Linked DNA regions of Mus musculus: regions 2 and 3 are each linked to region 1. The links are chromatin contacts, called in public HiChIP or PLAC-seq maps. All regions are on one chromosome and are shown on one strand. The core of a region is the stretch at or near the end of the contact, and the rest is flanking DNA. Distances in the headings are between cores, read along the strand shown. Region 1 holds the start of Uvssa (UV stimulated scaffold protein A). Region 2 has its middle 68 kb from the start of Nkx1-1. Region 3 overlaps Ctbp1 (C-terminal binding protein 1).

Region 1 (2,700 bases), core at 176-2,675:
AAATATTGGGTTCTATGATGGTACATGCCTATGACCCCAAAGGAACACTTAAGTGGAAGCAGGAAGATCAGAAATTCACAGCCAGCCTTAGCTACATAGTAAAGAGGTTAACCTGGGCTACATGAGAATCTGTCAGAGAGAGAGAGAGAGAGAGAGAGAGAGAGAGAGAGAGAAGAAGAAGAAGAAGAAGGAGGAGGAGGAGGAGGAGGAGGAGGAGGAGGAGGAGGAGGGAGAGGAGGAGGAGAAGGAGAAATAATAATAATAATAATAATAATAATAATAATGATGATGATGATGATAATAATAGGTAGCTCAGTGGTACAGTTTGCTTGGGGACAGCATGCTTGGGGCTCCTGAGCATCCCTGGGGGTGGGGCGGGGGTGGGGAGGCCAGAGCCACTGACCCAATCATGAACTCTTTACTCCAACGGAAAAGAAGAGGATCTACTTTTACTGACATAGTGTGATAGCTTTATACCTTACAGAAATCGTCAGAGGCACCAAGTTCAGAGTTTGCGCGACATTCTGGACCCAGGTACACCAGGATTACAGCCCCAGAAATCCTTTAGTGGTTCCTGAGACAAGGCCTTACTATGTAGCCCAAGCTGCGGGGAACTCATGCTACTCCCAACTCTACCTCACAACAGGCAAATGCCACCATGCCCTGGTGATCAGATAATTCCTTCCTAGGTAGTGAATGCAGGAGGTGGCAGAGGTGTACAAGAGGGCAGAGGGTCCACAATCTCCACGGTGTGGGTGCTCAGGGGACATTGGCACATTTAGCCTCAATACATACTTGCAAATTTTCTTCAGTTCCTTCATTTTCTGAGCATTGAGTTGGGATTCTCCTGAAGTTGTGAGCTCCTCTATCAACTGTGAAAGTTTCTGATCCATATCTAGAAACAAGGGACGCGGAGATGCTGAGTTAACATACAATAAATACTTCACGGTCTTAGTTTTAAGTTTATGGGGGACTCCAAATACTGGGGATTACGGCAAAGGCCCTAGGGTGTCTCTGTAGGTTGTCTCCCAGGCGAAGAAGGCTAGCCACCACATTCCCACGGAAGGCCATCAAGCCCTTCGGTGATAATTAGCTAAGGTTTTAAAGATGAGACTAACTCCGGCAGTCTTCGGTCAGCTGTGTGGGTGACGTTACCGCGGGCTAAGGGGAAATGTCACTAAATTTTAAGCAAACTGGCCGCACAAGAAACTCGCTCTCTGCAAGCGACAGTCTCTGGACAACTGCGGGGGCGACTGATCCGACCCTGCGGGCCGAGAATCTGACCAGCCACGACCCTCAGTCCGCCGCACTCGCTGCCTCAGGAGACGTAGTACCAGCGTCCCTCAGCCCCGGTGACACGGCCCGCAGGATGCAGCAGCTTGTTTCGCCCACCCCTTCCGGTGTAGACAGAGCTCTCTCTGTTACAGGCCCCAGAGAGCAGCGGGCACACACTCGCGAAGACCCGCGGCGCAGGAGCGGAAGTCACCGCGACGCGCCCGCTCTGGTCCAGTCCCTTTCAGATGAGGCAGCCACCCGTCTCCGTCATTTGCCTGGAGCGGCTCCACAGCGCAGGCGCGAGGACGCGGCAACGCGGTGACGCAACGCTCCTCCAGGGGGCGGGGCAGATCGAGAAGAACTAAGCGCGAGAAAAAGGAGGCGGGAGGGCCCGGCAAGTTCTTAAAGGGGCGGTGGCTTTGGGTCAGGAGTATGAGACTGAGGTGCAGAAAGAAGTTTTGATCTGGGGATCAGTTCTCTGGCCACCAGGAGGCTCGCGGCCTATGTACAGCCTCTGTATATCTGCTAAGAAAGCTCAGAAGGGAATCTGGGCGCAAGTCCGGTTGGGAAGGGTCGGCCCGCCTCCCTGACCGGGTCAGTTGTCCACCCCAGGACAGGCTATGGTGGGAGGCACCGTTGCAAGGCTGCCCTGGGGTAGTGGTGGTTGCACTGATTGGATGTTTTAAAATGTCAGTTCAGTCTCAACGTAGATGATTGTAGAAGATATGTCAGCTCTCGGCTAGAGCTGCTTGCTCCCTTCCTACAGCTTCACAGTGTTCAGGACTCTGGCCTCTACCAACCTCACGCTGCTTCAGCCCAACTCTTGAACGCACAGACCCCGGATACTGCCGCCTTAGCCGGCTCACAACTCGCTCTGCCTTTCCGCTGTCAGCTCCTGCTTCGCTTAGCAAAGGAGAAGCATACACCGGTCTCCCTGTGTATCCGGTTTGGGGTTCGGGTCTGCACCCATAGAGCGGGCATTCAGCCAGTTTGTGTGTCCTGCAGGACGGTCTTGAGCTTCTGGACTAGACTGTTAAAAGCATGGTGTGCCTACTGTCCCACCCACTTACCTACCCTTCCCTGAATCCGGGTCAGTGAACAAAGTCAACTGGACTCCCCCGACACGTCCGTCCCCTCCCCCCCCCTCCCCCGTTCATTTGTGTTGTGTTCAATATGTGAGGATCTGGCAACTCAACTTGTGATGTTTGGAATCTGAGCTCTTCCCACCACCTCTTGGCAGGTCCCAGTCCTCATACACTCGTGAGATTGATCGTGGACTGTAGTTTCTCATTTTACATGCACAGATTGCCCCCACCCATCCCACCCCCAAAATTTAAAGAGAATGAAATGTCTTTAAGATATTATTACATTTTTTTTTATTGGGGGGTTAGAAGGTGGGACCCTCCCTAGTATGATCAGGACAAT
Region 2 (2,726 bases), core at 137-2,636, 120 kb before region 1:
ATAATAGATGGACAGTCTGCCCCTTAAACTTTGGGAACCTTGAGGAAGATATAACCAGCTCTCCCCATTGGCCTCTTGGCAGCCTCATGTGTACAGAGGGGACAGGAGGAACTGGGCCACCTGCTCGTGGAGGAGGCCTCTCACCTCAGCTAGTCATCTCCAATTCTACTGCCAATCCCATAATCCTCCAGGGTACCCTCAGCCATTTCACCTCCAGGAGACTCTCTTGCCACCCCTTCTGCTCCAGTTTCTGTGTGTCTGGTGGCTATGGCCTCAAACCCTGGGGGTTGATTGCACTGAAGAAGGACCAGTGAGCCCCCTGGGGCAGTTGGAGCATTCAACTTTGGGTCTAGGCCATAGTGGGGTAGAGCACAGAGCCTGGCTTTGCCAAAGATTCTTGGATGTACCCAAGCTAACAAGCCTGCTCCATGAGTGTCTGCGTGAATATAAAGTTAATCAAACCAGAGACTTGGCTGGCCTCCGGCGACCAAATAATGTCCTCCCAAAGATGTTTCCCACCCAGACACGCTGCCTCTCTGTCAGCTGGGGGACACAGGAGGCAGGCCCCTGTGCAAACCAGGGCACTTGTGACGCTAGCACAGGGCCATAGATCTGGGTGATGGCTCCTTCTAACATGCCTGCAGATAGATACCTGGCCCTGAGCTCTCAAGTCCCTGGTCTGCCTTGCACCATGCTGCCCTGAAGCAGGCCAGAGCCAGGGTGTGGGTTTGGAATGCTTCCTGCTGGGTTCCCTTGGGGACATTAGGTCCAGCATCTGGAAACAGGCAGCCCACAGTAGGGGCTTTGTGTGGCCTCCGTCCTCAGAAAAGCAAGTCCTGAGACTGGTGCTCAACCCAGGTTAACTTCTAATTTAAACTCTAACCAAAACCCGATGGACTTTTGACATACAAATATTAAAAATTAAATTTCCCGAGTTCATTATCTGATAATTAGAACTAAATAACATCTTAACTGAGAGGCCGGCCCCACGCAGGTCCAGTCAGTTCCACTTAAGATTCCATTAGACCAGTGTCGGTGCAGTAAGTAATGGACCATAAAATTTAATTTGGAAATGATCTTGCGCTGTGATGGAGCGATAGCGCTCACAAAGGAGGCGGGCGGCCGTGGCTGCGGGCTCTGCGGCAAGACGGCAAATTCAAAAGGAGCTGAAGCTATTGCCCCAGAGAACATGTGTTCCGGCTTTCTTCTCCTTTCTCGGGCCCTACAGTATTTAAAAGTCAGAATTGACCAGTGTAGCTCCGTGTAATTACAAAGATCCCCTTATCAGAGTCTCTTTGCTGGCGCCTGGAAGAAAAGGCCTGATCCATGGGCTGTCTTGGCTTCATTTACATGCATGGTAACCCGGTGGCCTCTCGTAATCACTTAGGACTCTGAAGCACTTGGGCGGTTCTTTCTGTCCTGTCTCGAGCCACCCACCTGCCGCAGCCACTGGTGTGTATGTGAGGGGGGATGGGGGCAATCTGGGATGCCTGCAGCAGCCTCTGAGGCTGGGAGAGAGTAAGTCTCCCCAAGCTGCCCTGGCTTTACTTAGGTCTTCTAGTTTCACCCCTCACTTACAGGGGGATGACTTGAGGATGTGTGTGAGCTTCTGAGGACAAGGCAGCAATGTGGCCCTTGCTTCTGGCCACGGTTCTCTGTGTTGCCGGAAACCCTTTAGGAGCTGGTTTAAGGACCCTGTAGCAAAAGGTCCTAGCCTCAGTCCTGCTCCAATTACGGGGGAAGATGTCTCACTAGAGACCCAGCAGCTTGATCTCCGGGTACCATATGGAGCAGGCTGGTTCCGCTAGCCCTGGTCCCAGCCCAGAGACCCTTGAGTAGTGGCCTTGGTGATTCTCTAAGTGGCCAAGCTTCAAGTCCCCTCAGCACAAACGGGAGGTGCCAGCTCACTGGGAGACCTGCTACTGTTTGCCAAAGCCCCTCCTCCTTCCGGGGGCGGGGCATCAGGGAAGATGGTTGCTGCCCTGACCATCACAAGGTCTGTGTGGAGGTGGGCTGCCTTCCGGAGAGCGCCACCTCACAGCCAGTGCCCTTCCAGCTACTCTGGCTGCCTGCTTGGCAGACTGGACTCTGCTGAAACCCCCTCCTGGAAACAATCCCTGAGGTGGTGGCCCACCTTTAAACCTGGGAAGAGCTCCATGCTGGTCTCGGAGGCCTATCCCTACTGTGCACACTTCCAGTGGCTCACCTGGCCTCCTCGGATCTAGACCAGGGCACATATTAGAGACATTCCCCACCCTGCACCTAACATTGACCCCTGAGATCAGGAATGACCACAAATGCGTGTGGCAGCAAGGACTGATCTGCTGCAGTATACGTAGTGGAGGGGCTTACAGCCTGAGAGCCCTAGAAAGGGGCGGGTGTGTGTGTGGCTGAGTGAGGGGCTTCTGCTTCGCTCCCACCGGTCCTCCCACCTCTGGGCTCAACAGAAGCCCCCACTCTCCCACCCTCTGGGCTCCAGGAAGCGTCTAAAATTAATTCCTGTTCCCCGGCGCTAGTGACCCCCGATGTACTCGGCCTCCACGGTGCTCGTGAGCAGCCGGCTCGGCGTCTTATCTCCAGAGCAGCCTCATTTGTTACTTCTCGCTGAATACACCCACTCCCATTATTTCTGTAATTCTTGGCAATAACAGCCCTTCCCCTAATGAAACCTGCATTATTGGAAGGTTGCTGTTCTGACCCGGCGGGGATTAGCCGTGTACTCTGTT
Region 3 (2,700 bases), core at 145-2,644, 120 kb after region 1:
ATGGGTCCAGAAGGGTAGAGTCTCCATAACCATCATGGTGAGGAACATGGCAGCAGGCAGGCATAGTGCTGGAGAAGTAGCTGAGAGTTTACATCTGATTCACAACCACAAGGGAGAGGGAGAGAGGTAGGGAGGGAGGGAGGGAGGCGGAGGCGGAGACGGAGACGGAGACATGGGGACACGGGGACACGGGGAGACGGAGACAGAGACAAAATGAATAAATGTTAACATGATAGCAAGCTGGGAGTGGTGTGGGGTTTTGAAACCTTAACGCCCACCCCCAATGACACACCTCCTAATCCTTCCCAAATAGTTCCATGAACTGGTGACCAAGCATTCAAATATATGAGCCTATGGGAGCCACTCTCATTCAGACCACCACAACAGGCATCACTTTCTTTAAAGACATTGAAACGCTTTTGGATTTTGCTAGCTCTTTTGGACCCCAACTCCCAGTGTACAGTAGTATCTGTCAGTCCAGAAATAAATCACTCTCAATCTCTCTCCTTCTCTTGTTCCCGCCCCCCCCAATAACCAAGTTGAGATCACTCAGATTAGCACCCATAGTGCATTCTCAAACAAACTTGTGTTTCCTTTCTCCAGTTCTCTTTGATCTATACAATGATGCTTCTTTCTCCGTAGCCCTCTCTAGGCCCCCATGCAGGGATATTCCTGGCCTAAGTAGCTTTCTTAGTCATGGAGGGAGATTCCATAACCCCTTTTTTCTATCTTTGACTCTTAAACTCAGAACCATGTGTCTGAAAGCTGCCAAGTTCTGCTGCTTACTGGGGTTGAAGCATGGCCCCTTCATTTAATTACATCTTTATTAGCTTTCTGGTTTTGACAATTTCCTTCACTACTTAATCTTGGCTGTCTTGGAACTTGCTTTGTAGACCAGGCTGTCCTTGAACTCTGAAGTCTGCTTGCTTCAGGCTCCTCAGTGCTGGGATTAAAGGTGTGCACCATCATGCTTAGACATGAACTTTTCATCAATTCCTTTCCACAAATTGGAAACTTAGCTGGGTGGAGTCTTGCCCTGAGGTCACTACTCCCTCTATTCCATTTAATATCAGGCTTTTCTTTAATCTGTGTATCTTCTTGAACACATGATTGTAGGCTTAGATTTTTCAAAACCTACTCTAATTAGGGTTCTTAACTGCTTTAACTTTCCTTCTAGCCCACCACCCACCAGAGGGAGTGGAAAGGAAAGGTTCATAGAGCAAAGGAGGATGTGGGCCTGTTTAGAAATAGTTCTTTGGGGTGATTGCAATCTTCGCTGTCAGGATATCAGCAGTTCAGTTCACGAGAATCAGCAGTGGTAGCTCAGTCCACTTGCAAACACCATTCACGAATCAGCAGTTCCATCCAGAAGAAACTACGTGACTTTGCCAATTGGCCTGAGTCCATGGAAGCAGCAAGAAGCTGCCAGAACATCACCAGAAGGTCTCTGGTACATTTTTCTCTATGAAGTCACAACAAAGATGATCAGCAAAGAGGGCAAGGCAAACCAATGCCACAGCATCGTCAGTAAAGAGCAGCATCAGCAAAGCCCAATGAAGACCAGTAAAGTGAACCAATACCATACTTTTGTCCACTGTCTGCTGAATCATCCTTATACCCTTTCCAAATATCATGGTTCCTCTTAAGTGTCTGCTCCAGCAAAACATCACATGCCCTTTTTCAAGCTGCTTCCAGAAAAGCACCATGTGTCTATTCTCAGTCAAGCATTTTCTCATAAGACAATTTCAGAAAAACATCATATGACATGACTGAGTCCACTTCACAAGATACAGTCTGGTGTTCCTTTCCTCCTCAAATTGTACATTTTGTATTTTTTCCTTGCTCAGCTTGTGTCTCTTCATTACAGATTTCCATAAGAGCACTAAGAACCCCAGGATAGAGTCAATACTAGGCGGTTTTGAGATATCCTCTGCCAACTTAATTAATCCATAAATACTCAATTTAGCTTCAGGCAGACTTTTTGGACAAAGGCAAAAAGTAGCCTTATTCTTTGTCAAAATATCACAAGAACAATCTCTAGGCCACATACTAAAATTCTTATCTTTTGAAACCTCTTAGGCCAGGGCCCTACAGTTCAATTTACCCCCCAGCACCCCCCAGCACCACTTCCTTCCATGTTCTTACTAGTGTGACCCATTAAGCAATGCTTAAAGCATTCCACTGTTTTTCTAATCCAAAGTCCACATTCCTTCAAACAAAATCATGGACCAGCCTATCACAGCAATATCACAGTCCCCATTTCCAACGTCTGTCTTAGGGTTTCTGTTGCTGTGAAGAGACATCATGACCATGGCAACTCTTTTAAAGGAAAACATTTAGTCGGGGCTGCCCTATAGTTCAAGGGTTTATGCAGGCAGACATGGTGCTGGAGAAGGAGCTGAGAGTTCCACATCTTGATCAGAAGGCAGCAGGAAGAGACTGAATCACACTTCCTCCAACAAGGCAACTAATAGTGCCACTCCCTATAGTCTTATGGGGTCCATTTTTATTCAAACCATCATCCATATCATTCATTTCTTTTTCTTTCTTTTAGTGTAAGGGGTTGTTTAAGATTCTTTTTTGAACTCACGTAGGTGCTTGCCTTTGCCTCCCAAGTGCTGAAATTAAAGTCATTAAAGGTGTGCACCACCACACCTGGCCATGTCATTCATTTCTGATAGTTTGACTTTAGAATCAGCT

The links. HiChIP or PLAC-seq counts read pairs in DNA pulled down with a chosen protein or histone mark.
Region 2: an H3K27ac HiChIP or PLAC-seq map of embryonic stem cells shows a contact between it and region 1, with 6 read pairs. The contact joins the enhancer-like site here to the promoter of Uvssa in region 1. A contact is called at or near these places in 4 of 39 promoter capture datasets (hippocampal neurons, liver, second pharyngeal arch cranial neural crest and 1 more), 1 of 15 datasets of contacts at CTCF or cohesin (the NIH/3T3 cell line), 8 of 484 Hi-C or Micro-C datasets (the C2C12 cell line, the Patski cell line, arterial endothelial cells and 5 more), 4 of 115 datasets of contacts at active chromatin or transcription factors (the SCID.adh cell line and embryonic stem cells) and 1 of 9 other capture datasets (pancreatic islet).
Region 3: a contact with region 1 is called in an H3K4me3 HiChIP or PLAC-seq map of bone marrow-derived macrophages, with 4 times the contacts expected there. The contact joins the enhancer-like site here to the promoter of Uvssa in region 1. A contact is called at or near these places in 22 of 39 promoter capture datasets (the 3T3-L1 cell line, 3T3-L1-derived adipocytes, the C10 cell line and 14 more), 1 of 15 datasets of contacts at CTCF or cohesin (the NIH/3T3 cell line), 10 of 484 Hi-C or Micro-C datasets (the C10 cell line, bone marrow-derived macrophages, cranial neural crest and 7 more), 14 of 115 datasets of contacts at active chromatin or transcription factors (the 230-238 cell line, the SCID.adh cell line, acute myeloid leukemia and 6 more) and 3 of 9 other capture datasets (adipose tissue, liver and pancreatic islet).

The regions. Positions count from the first base shown.
Region 1 is chr5:33,377,421-33,380,120 of GRCm38.p6, reverse strand. Uvssa (UV stimulated scaffold protein A) reads right to left here and starts at 1,425. Exons shown (of 14, transcript NM_001081101.2): 1 at 1,119-1,425; 2 at 796-895. The coding sequence starts at 893.
Region 2 is chr5:33,500,626-33,503,351 of GRCm38.p6, reverse strand. No RefSeq gene overlaps it. Among named protein-coding and RNA genes, the nearest start is that of Nkx1-1, 68 kb to the right of the region's middle. Within about 2 kb of position 1,386, at least 13 of the 459 cell types and tissues checked have an H3K27ac peak or open chromatin away from gene starts, as enhancers often do. A contact at or near this core is called in embryonic stem cells, where this site is marked.
Region 3 is chr5:33,253,300-33,255,999 of GRCm38.p6, reverse strand. All of the region lies in intron 5 of Ctbp1 (C-terminal binding protein 1), which reads left to right. Among named protein-coding and RNA genes, the nearest start is that of Ctbp1, 20 kb to the left of the region's middle. Within about 2 kb of position 1,394, at least 5 of the 459 cell types and tissues checked have an H3K27ac peak or open chromatin away from gene starts, as enhancers often do. A contact at or near this core is called in bone marrow-derived macrophages and liver, where this site is marked.